2 separate regions of the Oryctolagus cuniculus genome follow, and region 2 is linked to region 1. Evidence: chromatin contacts called from public Hi-C data. All regions are on one chromosome and are shown on one strand. Each heading gives the region's core, a stretch centred on a gene start, on an enhancer-like site or on the middle of the called end of the contact. The rest is flanking DNA. Distances are from core to core; before and after follow the strand shown. Region 1 holds the start of CCDC110 (coiled-coil domain containing 110). Region 2 has its middle 29 kb from the start of TLR3.

Region 1 (6,903 bases), core at 4,148-6,647:
CACTACCGTTCCAGGAGATAGATTACAGATCTGCCACAGGGGAGACACTTTACAGTGTTGGTGAATTTCCTGACGTACATCCCTCTGTGTCCAAATGTTAGACTACCTGCTTTCTCTGTACATTTTATATTAGAGGATTTCATAGACTGTCAGTATCTGAATGAAATGAGAGATGGGATTGGATGCTCCCTCAGGCTGACAATTTCTGCCCCCACAGGAGGTTTTAAGAGAGGTCCACAAATCCTCTCCTGTGGCTTGGAAGCCTGCCAGCACTGCTTCAGCGTCAGCTGGGAATCCCACCTTTGGTGAGAGGGCTGAGAGGGCAACTGAGTCCCTGAGACTCTGTGGGGAAGGAGCTGAGCAGAGGAAATTGCCAAGTCCTGAAGCAGAACATGTTGTGTGTGTTTAGGAACAGAAAGCAGGTCAGCACGGCTGCAGCTTAAGGACCCACGGGGGCACAGGCTGAGAAGATGCTGGAGCAGGAGACGGGGCTAGATTGTGAAGGGCCTCGCAGGCCAAGCAGAGGGGTTTGGCTTTTAAGTGAAACTTCGGGGGGTTTCAATGGTGGGAATGATTCAAGTCTGATTGGAAAAGTTCACAGATTACATGATAATTGATTGTAAGGGGGGGAGATTACCAGGTTATTGCAATAATCCAAGTGAGATGAAGATATTTTGGAGTAGAACAATAATCAAGGAGATGGAGAAAAGTAGGTGAATTTGGGATTTGTTTTGGAGATAAAGCCAACTGTACTGTTAGACGTTAGATGGGCCTGGATGAGAGGAATGCAGGATGACTCTGGTTTTTGATGAGAGCAGATGGATGAATGATATCACTTACTGAAATTGAAAATGGGATAGAAACATAGGAGAAAAGCCGCTTTTAGATGTTAAGCTTGTCTGTTAGATCTCCAAGGACTGATATCAAAAGCCAGATGGATATACCAGTCTGTGGTCCCCAGGAGTGACAAGGAGTTCTTCATTGGGCATTGTGGATGTCACTGCTGGCCTAGAGATGGGCAGTGCTTGTGAAGTGACATCACAGAAACCCCAGTGGCGTGGCTCAAGGGGAGAGTGGAATGTGAAGACTCGGCATTGAGGATGGTCCACTCCTTCTAGTTTTACTGTGGAAGGGACAGGATACACACAGGGATATGGTGCATTTTGGAACAGATGCGAAAATCAAGATTTCTTTTTTTTTTTTTTTTTTTTTTAACCATGGAAGAGTAACAAGCGTGTCACTGCTGGAATAATACAGCGAGATAAAAGAACCATAAAGGGAGAGAAAGGTTAATTCTGGAGACTGAGGGAGGCTGACTGCAGGGGCTGAGTGCTGGGGAATTCCAGGGCGACAGAATCTGGGGGAGCCGACCGTTGTTTAGGGATATGCAAATGCAAGGATGATGGAGTTTTGTTCTGAGTGCTTCTGTGTTTTTCACAGTGCATGAGATCATGGCAGGAGTCGGGAGGTGGTGAAGAAGAGGCACTGGAGATGCGAGAGGACCAAGAGGAGTGGAGTAACTTGGAGAGCACTGGAAAAGACATTTGCTAGAAGCTCTCGGTGCTTATTTCAGAGTTGGGATGACTCAGAAGTCAGCCTTTTTCTCCAGCAATACCCACATGATTCAGTGCAGGCAGAGAACAGGCCTGGAGCTGGGTTCATCTATTTTTAAAAGCTATTAAAATAACTTGTTTTCCTGATGAGTTTCAGAAGCATTGGCTGCTACTTTCCCCCAAAGGATTGGTAATTTTTAAATCCAGCAATATTTAAAGAGCCACATGGAACTATGTGGAGGGAAATTATCAAAGAATTGCAGGAGACCTAGCACAATCACTCTCAGCTACACGTTCGACACTGGGAGGCACACAGACCCAGTGGAGGAGACAGTCCCAACCCTCAACAAGCTTACAGTCTATCAGGAATGTAAAAAAGAGCATTCCTATTACAGTCCACTGAAATTCTCCAGCTGTTTCATAGTTAAGTATTAAAAGCAGAAAAACAAGACAATTATCAACAGGATGACTTGTGAGATAATTAAAGATAAGGGGAGTTTATTCTGAAGCCTGCTTAAAGTTATGTCATAGTCAACGTATCTGGAAAGTATTAAGGGCATACCCAGAGCTAATGGAACCAGAACAAATTTAAAAATGCAACATGGGATGATTCTGTATAGGATGTCCCTCTGAAGATTGGCTCAAATACTGAGATCACTACAAAAATTCAAGTTCATTTCTAGAAATTACTGATTCACAAAACCTTGTGCCCAAGGCGCTGTCATGGTCAGCAGAAGTGTGAGCCGTGGGGTCAGGCTGCCTGGGTTTGAACCCTGGCTTTCCCACACCTCTCTTTGAGGGCTAACTCTGGGCAAATGTCTAGTTTGTAGGTAGAGCTCTTCGGCATGGTACATGGTATACACTAAATGCTTGGGAAACATTTACTTGAATCATTATCGCAGAGGCAATTTGATGATGGCTTGGTTAATGGGAAGGAAGGCTGCTCAGGACTCCCCAGTGCTTCCAGGGTTGCTCAGAATATGACCCCATGCCCTTACATGGAACTGCAAAGCCCCCTGCCCAGTCTCCCCTTACCCAGTCTGCTGCATTCACAACAGCTCTTCCTGAAACAGGACAGCTCCCACACCCCAGGGCTGTGCGCTTGCGTTGGAAATGTGCACTGATTTCTCCTTTACCTCATTCTTGGTGCAGATGCGACCTGCTGAGTGAGCGCTTCTCCTACCACCCTGCTGAAAATTGCACACTCCCTCCCTGACTCTGACAGCCATCTGCTACTCTCCCCCTCTCTGCCTTACTTTTCTCCATAGGATTTGCTCCCAGCTCACACACAGCATCCTTTGTCTGTCCCTACAGCAAGAACGTTAGCTTCACGTGGACAGGGATTGTGGAATGCCAGCACCTAAAACAGCACTTGATACATAGCCAGTGCTAAAAAATATGTGTACAATAGATGTTCACATGTGTGATGGATGTATGCATGAAAGCTTGGGTAGATCAGGGGTGCTACGTAAAACATGCTGGTCACCCTGAAGTTCAAAAGTATCCCGCACAAAAAAAAAAAAAAACCCTTTCCAATCAATCAAGGCTTAATGGGGGTTAATTAATTACTGTTCTAAACTCAAAGACCTTAGGAATATTATACAACTCTTGTAACAGCATTATTTATGCTAATCAGGATGATATCCTGTTGGTCAGTATTCTAGGAATGGAGATGTAATGAGATGCAGAGCTGAGGACAGGAAGAGGGGAGGGCTCAAAGTCAGGCTTCCTCATTGGGCTGGGAGTCGCAGGCAGGCAATTCCTGCTGTCTTAGGAAAATGATAGCTAGCATCTATTGAGTTCCCCTTCTGTGCTCCATCCTACACACTTGCAATCACCATGGCTAACAAGACTGTAACTCTTTGGCTGGTGCCGTGGCTCAATAGACTAATCCTCCGCCTGCTGCGCTGGCACCCCGGGTTCTAGTCCCGGTTGCTCCTCTTCCAGTTCAGCTCTCTGCTATGGTCCGGGAGTGCAGTGGAGGATGGCCCAAGTGCTTGTGCCCTGCACCCACATGGGAGACCAGGGGAAGCACCTGGCTCCTGGCTTCAGATCAGCGGCCATTGTGGGGTGAACCAACGCAAAAAGGAAGATCTTTCTGTCTCTCTCTCTCACTGTGCACTCTGCCTGTCAAAAATAAATAAATAAATAAATAGACTATAACTCTTAAACAGTGTATATTATCTTTACGTGCTGGCTTCTTTCTCCAGAGCCCTATATCTCATTCATATTGGAAAACACATGTTCTTGTGAATTAAGGTACCTCCATTTCTTCTGACAATAAATACCCTCTTAGAGGCAAATACCGGGCAAACTTCAGATCCAAGTAGGCTATGGAGACCCTTTCCCCCTCCCGGTTGCACAGGGAAGCCGGCGTGTCCTCACGGGTGGTGGCAGGCAGGGAGCAGAGAGGGGACCGGTCAGGGCACAGTCCTGCTGTGTCCTCACGGGTGGTGGCAGGCAGGGAGCAGAGAGGGGACCGGTCAGGGCACAGTCCTGCTGCCCCAGGAGACGGTGCCCACCCAGGTGGTGATGGGATGTGTTCCATCCTCCACAGGCATTTGTGAAGATGCAGAACTCGTGTCCTGAGGCTGGCCTCGTCAGGTTGCGGGCTCCTCTCAGCACATCTGTGTCGGGAGGGTCTGGCCGCCCCACGTGGCGTACAGGTGACCGTGTCGGGGCGTCTAACTCGGCCCATCAGTTTGGCTCTGGCCCCTGCCTCCTTCCCTGGCCTGCCATGCTGACAGCAGGGCCCTCCGGGGTGTGCAGTCTCGCCCGGCTTCTCTGGAGGAAGTGAGACTGGAGTCTCAGGATTCTCAGCTGGGCACCGACACGCATCTCACGCGCGGTTCCTGTGGGGCCTGAAATCTGAAGCTAAGTGGTTACCGCAAACATCCTCCTTCCCACACGACATCCTGTAGCCCATAAACATTTAACACGAATGCGAAGTTCGGGTATTTTTTGAGGTAAAGTATGTATCTTTTTAGCGTTCAAGAAAACCAACAAGTCTTGGCGCTCAGAGAAGCTGTGTGGCGGTGCTGTCCAGAGGCGAAGGTCCGCAGCCCGGACCTGCCCGCTCTGTTCCCCGCTGCCCCTGTGACTCGGGGACTCAGCCAACCCCTCTGCGCCTGGTTCCGCACTTGTAAAAAGGGACGACGATAGCGCCCCCTTAGATAGCTTAGAGCAGTGTCCGCACAAGCCCTGCGGGCCGGGCAGCGTCGCCTGCGCAGTGACCCGCAGTCCGCCGGCACCGCGGGGCCGCCCCACCGCTGCCCCCGAGGCCTCGCCCGGGAGGTTTTACCTGCGTCGCTGCCGCCACCTTCCTTTCCTCCCTCGGAGGACTTGAGGATCTTAGCCGCTGACAGGAGAACGGAGTCGACGTCGTCCCCTTCCTCAGGATGCCTTTCTGTAAGGGAAGCGCCCTGCGCTCTGGGTCCCGCCTGGCGGGGAGGCGCGGCTGGCGGCCGCTGGCCGCTGGAGGGCGCGCTCGGGCCACGCAGCGGAGGAGAGGCGGCCGCCGCGCCAGAGCGGCGCGCCCGCAGCGGCCGGCCGGGGTGCGCTCCAGGTGGACCCGGGAATCCCGGGCGTTTGGGGCTGACGGGCCTCGGGCCACGCACTTTTATTCTCCCTCCCCTTCCGACTTTCCGCGGCTCCCCCCTCGGAAACAGCCCCAGCCCGGCTCTCACCGGGGCTCATGTCTGCTGTTCAAGGCCTCTCTCCCAACTGCCTCCCCCACGCATCCGGCTCCGCCGCTTCGCGCCCGGGCAGCCCGTTGCCTGGTAACGGGGCCGCTGGGCGCCGCCCCCCGGCCACGAGCGCAGCGGAGGCTGGCGCAGGTGAGGCGGGCGCCGGGCGCAGGTGAGGGCGGGCACGGGTGAGGCGGGCGCCGGGCGCAGGTGAGGCGGGCGCGGGCGTAGGTGAGGGCGGGCACAGGTGAGGAGGGCGCGGGCGCAGGTGAGGGCCGGCACAGGTGAGGCGGGCGCGGGCGCAGGCGAGGGCCGGCACAGGTGAGGCGGGCGCCGGCGCAAGTGACGCGGACGCGGGCGCAGGTGAGGGCGGGCACAGGTGAGGAGGGCGCGGGCACAGGTGAGGCAGGCGCAGGTGAGGCGGGCGCGGGCGCAGGTGAGGGCGGGCACAGGTGAGGAGGGCGCGGGCGCAGGTGAGGCAGGCGCAGGTGAGGCGGGCGCGGGCGCAGGTGAGGGCGGGCACAGGTGAGGAGGGCGCGGGCGCAGGTGCGCGCGCTCGCCCGGGGCCCTGGCTCCTGGTCGTCCGCTGGGCCCGACGCTCTTCCCACGGGCAGCCGAGTGCTGGCAGGGACCCCTCGCCCCCTTCTTCTCTCGCGCCCACCCGGTTGCCTACCTTGGCCTTGGGGATTCTCCGTCGTCCCGATAGCTATGGGAGCTCAGCTGTGTTGGAGACGCGGCGGCGCTGGGCACGGGCACACTCTGAGGAGTGGCCGCCCCAAGGTTTACTTTGGTTCAGTTTCCTTCCTCTTGTTTCATTCCAGGATTGGCCCGAGGCTGAAATGATGAAAAGACTTTTGTTTGCCCTAGTTAAAAGAAGTTTAATTAAAAGACAAAGGCCTCTACCACATTAGGTTAAAAAGTCACTATTTCTTAACAATTTAGTTTTCATACAAATGGATTTTTTCTAACAAATAATTTATGCTATTAATATATAATATTATTATAATATTCTATAATTTGTTATGTAATTGTAACTTATGTTGGCAAATCAATATTGGATAGTACGTAGAAATTACTTGTGGGTCTAAATTGAAGGTGTCAGTTACACCATTTAGCATAAAATATAAAAATCAGATGGTGAGTACTATAATATCAAACTCAAATTTAGCCAGTGTCCTAGTCTCTAAAGAGTTTCATTGTAAGTGCCTCCCAATCAGCTCACCAGTCAGAAAAGCAGGCCTTGTACTAGAAGTTTTATGCTAGATATTAGATCAATAAGACCTTTTGGTTATCAAGATCATTTTCCTTTTGTAAACTTAATTACACATATTCCTAGTTAGGAAAGAAAGCAATTGACTTGTCAGAAAGTTACTGTAATTAATATATAAAACCCTATCTATGAAGTTAATAAAACTATAATAAATTAAGAAAGATGATTTAAAAATGAAGAGTTCTACAATATAAATGACATTCCCTTTAGAAAGGCCTTAGGGCATAATTGCATGGGTGACCCTGTTATTTAAGGAGAGAATCTGGAAATAGTAGCAAGAGAATGAACATGTTGCTTACACAGTGCAGTGGAGGGTGGACCCAGCTCTACTGGGCACTCACTGCAGGTATGAAATGTGTGTGCAGAGAGAAAAGCCTTGTTTGGTTATGCCTAC
Region 2 (6,664 bases), core at 2,193-4,692, 580 kb after region 1:
GCACCTGCTTGGGAGACCCAGAGGAAGCTCCTGGCACCTGGCTTCAGATCTGCGCAGCTCCGGCCATTGCAGCCAACTGGGGAGTGAACCAGTGGATGGAAGACCTTTCTCTGTGTCTCTCCCTCTGTCTGTAACTCTACCTCTCAAATAAATAAATAAAATCTTTTTTTAAAAAAGAAAGTCAATCTATAAATAAGTAAACAAATAAATAATTTTTAAAAATACTTCCTCAGTGCCCCCGTGTCCTATTCTTTAGGCCCATGTTCCCAGTGTTTCCTTCCCACTCCTACTATGACATTCACCTCACTGCTTTATTACATTTGTTTTTGCCCATTCACTCCGTGCAGTCTGTGAGCAACTGTAGAACAAGAATTGTGCCCTGCTCACCTTGTTCTCCTCAGTTCTTGATACAGTGATGTGTGAATATACGTTGAGCATCCCTGGTTCAAAGATCTGGACTCGGAAGTGCTCTAAAATCTGAAAGTGCTGACACCACAAATGGAAAATTCCACACCTAGCCTCATGTGCTGGGTCATGGCTAAAACAAAGATTCACTCAAAATATCATATAAAGTAATCTTCAGACCCTGGGTATAGGCACATATGAAATACAAATGAACTTTGGATATAGACTTGCATCCCAGCCCCCAAGATATCTCATTATGTATATGCAAATATTCCAAATTGGAAATATTTCCGATCTTAAGCATTTCAGATACGAGATGCTCAACCAGTAGTAGACACCTCACAGATACATGGTGAGTTGACAAATACTTCACTTCTGAAGCTTTAGCAGCACAGAGGCTTCCATCACTCACCAGTGAGGAGACCAGACTCCAGACCACCTGTGTCAGATCTCCAAGCAAAACAGAGAAGTCTGCCTCCACTTGAGACGTAGACAGCTTCCAGAAGAGATCACTCCCACCTCAGCAAGGAGGAAAATCCAGTTAATCTACAAGATTAGAATTACAAATTTTCTTAAGTATATCAGCAAGCTGAAGTTGCAAGGCAATGGAGTAAGCTCAGTTCTGAGCACTGGCAGGTCCCTTCAGAAATGGACAGCACAGGGGCTGGCACTGTGGCATAGCAGTTAAAGCCACTGCCTACAGTGCCGGCATCCCACATGGGCACCAGTTCGAGTCCTGGCTGCTCCACTTCCAATCCGGCTCTCTGCTATGGCCTGGGAAAGCAGTAGAAGATGCCCAAGTCCTTGGGCCCCTGTGTCTATGTGGGGGACTGAGAAGAAGCTCCTGGCTCCTGGCTTTGGATTGGCACAAGCTCCAGCCATTGTGGCCTTCTGGGGAGTGATGAAAGACCCCCCCTCCTTTCTCTCCCTCTTCCTCTCTGTAACTCTGCCTTTCAAATAAATAAATAAATCTTTAAAAAAAAGGGCAGTACAGAATGTATGACCTTGGGCAGAGTCTGGGAGGGGGATGCAGCTGCCCTAAGTCAGGCTGGAAGAAAACAGCCAGATACATCAACAGATTCTTGAAGACCAAGCGCAAACCACTGAGATAGCTTAGATGCCTGGGGGCCTCAGGCAGAAGGAGAATTTGTATTCACCCACTAGCCACGCTCCAGTTTTCTACTGCGTGCACCTGGAAAGACTGGGACTAGGCAGAAAACCCTCCAGTTGACAGTCTTGGCGTAAGCCATGTTCCTAGAGAGGAGCAGAAGCCAAAGTCGCTTACCCTTGGGGGAGAGGCTGGGAAATAGTCAGGTGCTAGATCCTGCCCTGGGTATGAAACCAAGGGCTGTGAGCATTGAGAGAGGCAGGAGATGCCCTCCTGTCCAAGGCTCTGGGATGCTTCGCAGCCAGGAAAAGCAGGAGCTGAGAGAAAAGACACACACAGATAGGTCCTTGGCTACCAGCTGCCTCGCAACACCTGCAATACCAGAAAACAGGAGAAGAGCTGTGGCTGAGCTGGCCGGACCAGGCCTGCTCATGTAACATGGTTCCCCACACACACCCATGCCTCTCCACACAGAGGGTAGCCCTCCAAACTTCCCTGCAGGAAGTCTCAGACGAGGAGTTGCAAGCTTGTTTTTTTTGTTTTGCTTTTCTGCTCCTACAGTTCAAGCAGACATCCTAACTGTAGTGCTGAGAGTGATTCCGTAAATGGGTTGGGAGAGGAGTTGAAAAGCCAGCCCTAGGGTGGGCGTTTGGTCCAGCAGTTAAGACTCTGCTTCAGCCGGTGCCGCGGCTCACTAGGCTAATCCTCCGCCTTGCAGCGCCAGCACACCGGGTTCTAGTCCCGGTCGGGGCGTCGGATTCTGTCCCGGTTGCCCCTCTTCCAGGCCAGCTCTCTGCTGTGGCCAGGGAGTACAGTGGAGGATGGCCCAAGTGCTTGGGCCCTGCACCCCATGGGAGACCAGGAGAAGCACCTGGCTCCTGCCATCAGATCAGCGCGGTGCACCGGCTATAGTGCGCCGGCCGTGGCGGCCATTGGAGGGTGAACCAACGGCAAAGGAAGACCTTTCTCTCTGTCTCTCTCTCTCACTGTCCACTCTGCCTGTCAAAAAAAAAAAAAAAAAAAAAGACTCTGCTTCAGCTGCCTGCATCACATTTTGGAGTGCCCGGGTTTGAGTTCGGGCTCTGCTTCTGATCTGCTTCCTGCTAATGTGTATCCTGGGAGGCAGCAGGTGACAGCTCAGGTTGTTGGGTCCCTGCTACCCATGTGCCAGACCTGAACTGAATTCCTGGTCCCAAGATTTGCCCAGGGCATTTGGTGAGTGAGCCGGTGGAAGGGAGATACTATGTCTCTCTCCCTCCCCGCCCCAAAACTAAATAATTTTAAAAAGAAAAGCCAGCCTCAAAATACATGAGATACTCTGTCTGTTTTCTTCATGGTGCCAGAGCACATGGGACAAAATAAAATACATGTGATGGTCTTAAAATGTTTATATGTTTAATGTCTCCCCTACTACATTCATGTCTATGTCCCTTTCCTGCCTTGTTCTCTGGGCTTTGTTTGTGGAATTCTTTGGAGTACCCTCTACATAGTTGACACTCAGTAAACATTATTGAATAAATGAACAGACTCCTTGAGAGAGGGATACCAATAAAAACAAAAATAATTGCCCTTCCCATGGAAAACTCCTTAGAGAAGCAGACACAGTGTTTGTGTTCCACTCCATGAGATGCCTAGGAGGAAAGTACAAGAAGGGAACTGAAGTGCTGTGTGCTCTAGTTAATTTGCTTGAAAAGCAGTGATTTTGATCATGGAACTATTAAGATGTATATGAAAGCCACCACCCCTGCCCACCCAACAAAAACGAAGCAAAGAAAGAAAGAAGAAAATACATAAAACATTCCCAGTCTATGTGCAGGTAGGAGACACGTGTGAACAGCAGATCACTACCCTAGAAGTGCAGGCCATCAGCTAGAGCCATGTTTGGAAGTGCCCGACCGCCTGCAGCAACCGCTTTGCTAAGCTCTCTCAAGTCTCTGACGCAAATCCCTGGACCCTGCGCCAGCTCGCTTTCAGACTGATTCATTGGCAACAGAGAGGAAGGGAAAAAATCCAAGGTCTTAGGGTGCATTTCTTTCATTCTCTTTCTACAGCTAAAAGGAGGCTAGAAGCCTGAGAAAGGATTCCAAGTAGCTGAAGAACAGCCAGAAAGGGAGATTAGCAAGGAACATTCTGAGAGCTGAGGGATTTTTCTTGAGTTTAGCATGAGAAGAATTCCGTGCATTGTCTGTGCATTCTGATGGCATTGCTCACCACTTCCCGTTTCCTCTACCATGCAGGGACTGAAGTGGAGCTGAGCACAAACAGGCAGCTCCGGGTGCCAGAGCAGCAGCCAAGTCCCAGCGCCCATCTCCGACTGTTCAGGTGGAACCAAAAGGAGGCCTGTTTGCCCTCCTCTGACTACCCAGGGAGAGCTGCAAATCTCGTTGCCACTGGGACACCTGGGCTTGGCATGGAGACCTGTTCCTTCCAAGTGATTAACTTGTCAGCTTGCCAGGTTTCAAGGGCAAGCAGTTATGAACAACAAACAAATGATAAAATTGTTCTCAGTGTCTTGGTAGCTATCAACGTTCTGCTTTGGTTTTCTCTGTTTAATGAGAATTCTCCCTTATGACCTTCCCTCACTCCATTGTGTAATTTTATCCAGTTAATGACCTTTTGACCTATATGAACTTCGAGGATATTCATGAAGGAAGGGGAGGGTCATGAAAAGAAAGTCCCTTACACTCATCTCCCTTTACCCTGGGGATAGCTCCTTGCGAGCACGCTGGTTTTTGAAATGCATTTTCTGACATGTTTCCATTTCCTATTGGTCTTGGTGCCTGAGCACCCCAGTCATGGAAGTCGTGGGTTTCCGTGCTTCATGGGCAATGCAGTTCAGGACCCCAAATATGGCACACTAGTGTTCTGATACTTAAAGTGAGGGCAGCTGAGGAGGGGCAAATAAAAGGCGATCTTTCCCAGCACTTCTCTTACCTGCCTAAAGACAGGTCCTCCAAAAGCAACTCACTTCTCAGGAATCCCCTCCCCAGGACTCTGATCACTGGGGAAGGTTGAACTCATCACAAGAGAGGACACCCAGACTGGTTTGGTCACAGGCTGTCACCTATGCTTGGGAGGGCACATTATCTTTCCCCCAGATCACTTATTCCCCCCTAAGCTTCCTGTGTCTCCTTCTTCTGTCCCCTCTGAAGAAGATACGCAAGCTTCCACTTTTCATTCCAGGGACACCCCTGTGCCACCTTTACTCCTGGGGACCTACCTCCTGACAGTTTGTTTCAGGGACTATCGTCCTGAATATTCAGAGGTTAGAAGGAAAGTCTCCCCTCCCTCGCTAGGGAAATGGGGCTTCTTGCTTGTAGCTATATGCTTTGACCATCAAATTTGATTTCTCTTACTGTCTATAGCAAGACCAAGACAGGACGACCAAAGGCTAAACTTTGGAGAGAGGAAGAGAATGAGAAAGGACGAGCAAAAGCAAGAGAGAAAGACAGGAAGAAAGAGAAGCGAGTGTCATGGACGTCTCATGCATATAAAGCGCCTGGCCTAGATGTCTGAGAAGGCACCGTTTTTGCCATGAGAGCAGGGAGGAGTGACCCTTTGTCCCTTGAGGGTGTGGTCAGGAGATGCAAGCTGTTGTACATCAGGAGGAGGTGGAAAGGGTGGGCGAGTAACAGAACTGCTGTGTCCGTTCCCTTGGTGTGGGGAGGCTGTGAGCTGGGAAACTGAGCATTAAAGGAAGTGAGCATTTACTAAAGGAAAGATCTAATTTTATTTTATTAAAATTTGTTTTATTTATTCCGAAGTCAGAGAGAGCAGTAGAGACTGAGACAAAGAAACAGACAGAAAGAGATCTCCCATCCACTGGTTCACTCCCCAAATGCTGATAAAAGGTAGGGCTGGGCCAGGCTGAGGCCAGGAGCTGGGAACTCAATCCTGATCCCTCCCACATGTGTGACAGGAACCCGACTACTTGAGCCATCACCTTCTGCCTCCTAGCGTGCACATTAGCAGGCAGCTATTGTCAGGAGCAGAATTGGGGCATGACTCCAGGCACTGAATAAAAGATTTAAAATGAACAGAAGTTGAGATGAGCTAGATCTTGATTCACATTTGCGCCCCACACCCCAACACCAGCAGGTTGACTTGCAGGAGCAAGATGTGTCAATGGTAGGGAAATTGAGGGGCTACCTTTTATTTACACATCTGACTCGTGTGTGAGTGATTTCACTACCCAGTCATAGAGTTAAACAGTGTTGGGGCTGGCACCGCGGCTCACTTGGCTAATCCTCTGCCTGTGGTGCAGGCACCCCGGGTTCTAGTCCCAGTCAGGGCACCGGATTCTGTCCCAGTTGCTCCTCTTCCAGGCCAGCTCTCTGCTGTGGCCTGGGAGTGCAGTGGAGGATTGCCCAGGTCCTTGGGCCCTGCACCCGCATGGGAGACCAGGAGGAAGTGCCTGGCTCCGGGCTTCGGATCGGCGTAGTGGCCACTTGTGGGATGAACCAACGGAAAAAGGAAGACCTTTCTCTCTGTCTCTCTCTCTCTCACTGTCTAACTCTGCCTGTCAAACAAACAAACAAACAAAACTTAGTGTTGATCAGTTCAAACTCAGAAACTAAGAATAGAAAAAAAAGGCAATTTCATTCACAATCTTGGGACTTGCAATTCAGGAGACACAGATTCAGATGGCTCTGAACCAATGTTGCAAAGAAGCAGGGAAGGTGGGAGCTTAATGCATGGTTTTGTTTTATTATTAAACATTAAACATTCTTTTGTGGGCGAACTTCCATTGAAGCTAAGAGCAGAGGCTACATGATAGAGACTGTGTAATGGGCCAAAGAAAAGCATGCATATATTTAGTTAAACTGTCCCTAGGAGTTTGATTGCCTCTTGCCATACATCTTGAATCTCTGAATTCAGTGTGATTGATCATCTGTTCCAGATGACTGCAGTCAAGGGGAAAAGTGTCTAAAGTTCACATTCCAGGCAGCAGCTGGAGTCATGCATACTTTGTGATTCCCTAGTGGTCTCCTGATCCATTTGGAAAATTCCCTCAATGTTCTTTCATAATAACTCTTTCCTTTTATTTGCACATTTCCCCCCTTGTGATCATGATCTTTTTGAAGAGAGTCATCAATGCCCAGTCTTTGCATTGTGTGTGATAGATCTGGTTCTTGGTGTTAGGAGAGCTTA

Evidence for each region. Hi-C and Micro-C count contacts between places; a contact is called where the count stands out from the background.
Region 2: a Hi-C map of an unstated tissue shows a contact between it and region 1, with 4 times the contacts expected there. The contact joins the enhancer-like site here to the promoter of CCDC110 in region 1. A contact is called at or near these places in 3 of 6 Hi-C or Micro-C datasets (ear pinna, skin fibroblasts and an unstated tissue).

What each region holds. Positions count from the first base shown.
Region 1 is chr2:67,432,011-67,438,913 of mOryCun1.1, forward strand. CCDC110 (coiled-coil domain containing 110) reads right to left here and starts at 5,398. Exons shown (of 8, transcript XM_051833153.2): 1 at 5,240-5,398; 2 at 4,855-4,959. The coding sequence starts at 5,249.
Region 2 is chr2:68,017,414-68,024,077 of mOryCun1.1, forward strand. No RefSeq gene overlaps it. Among named protein-coding and RNA genes, the nearest start is that of TLR3, 29 kb to the right of the region's middle. Within about 2 kb of position 3,443, at least 6 of the 8 cell types and tissues checked have an H3K27ac peak or open chromatin away from gene starts, as enhancers often do. A contact at or near this core is called in ear pinna, where this site is marked.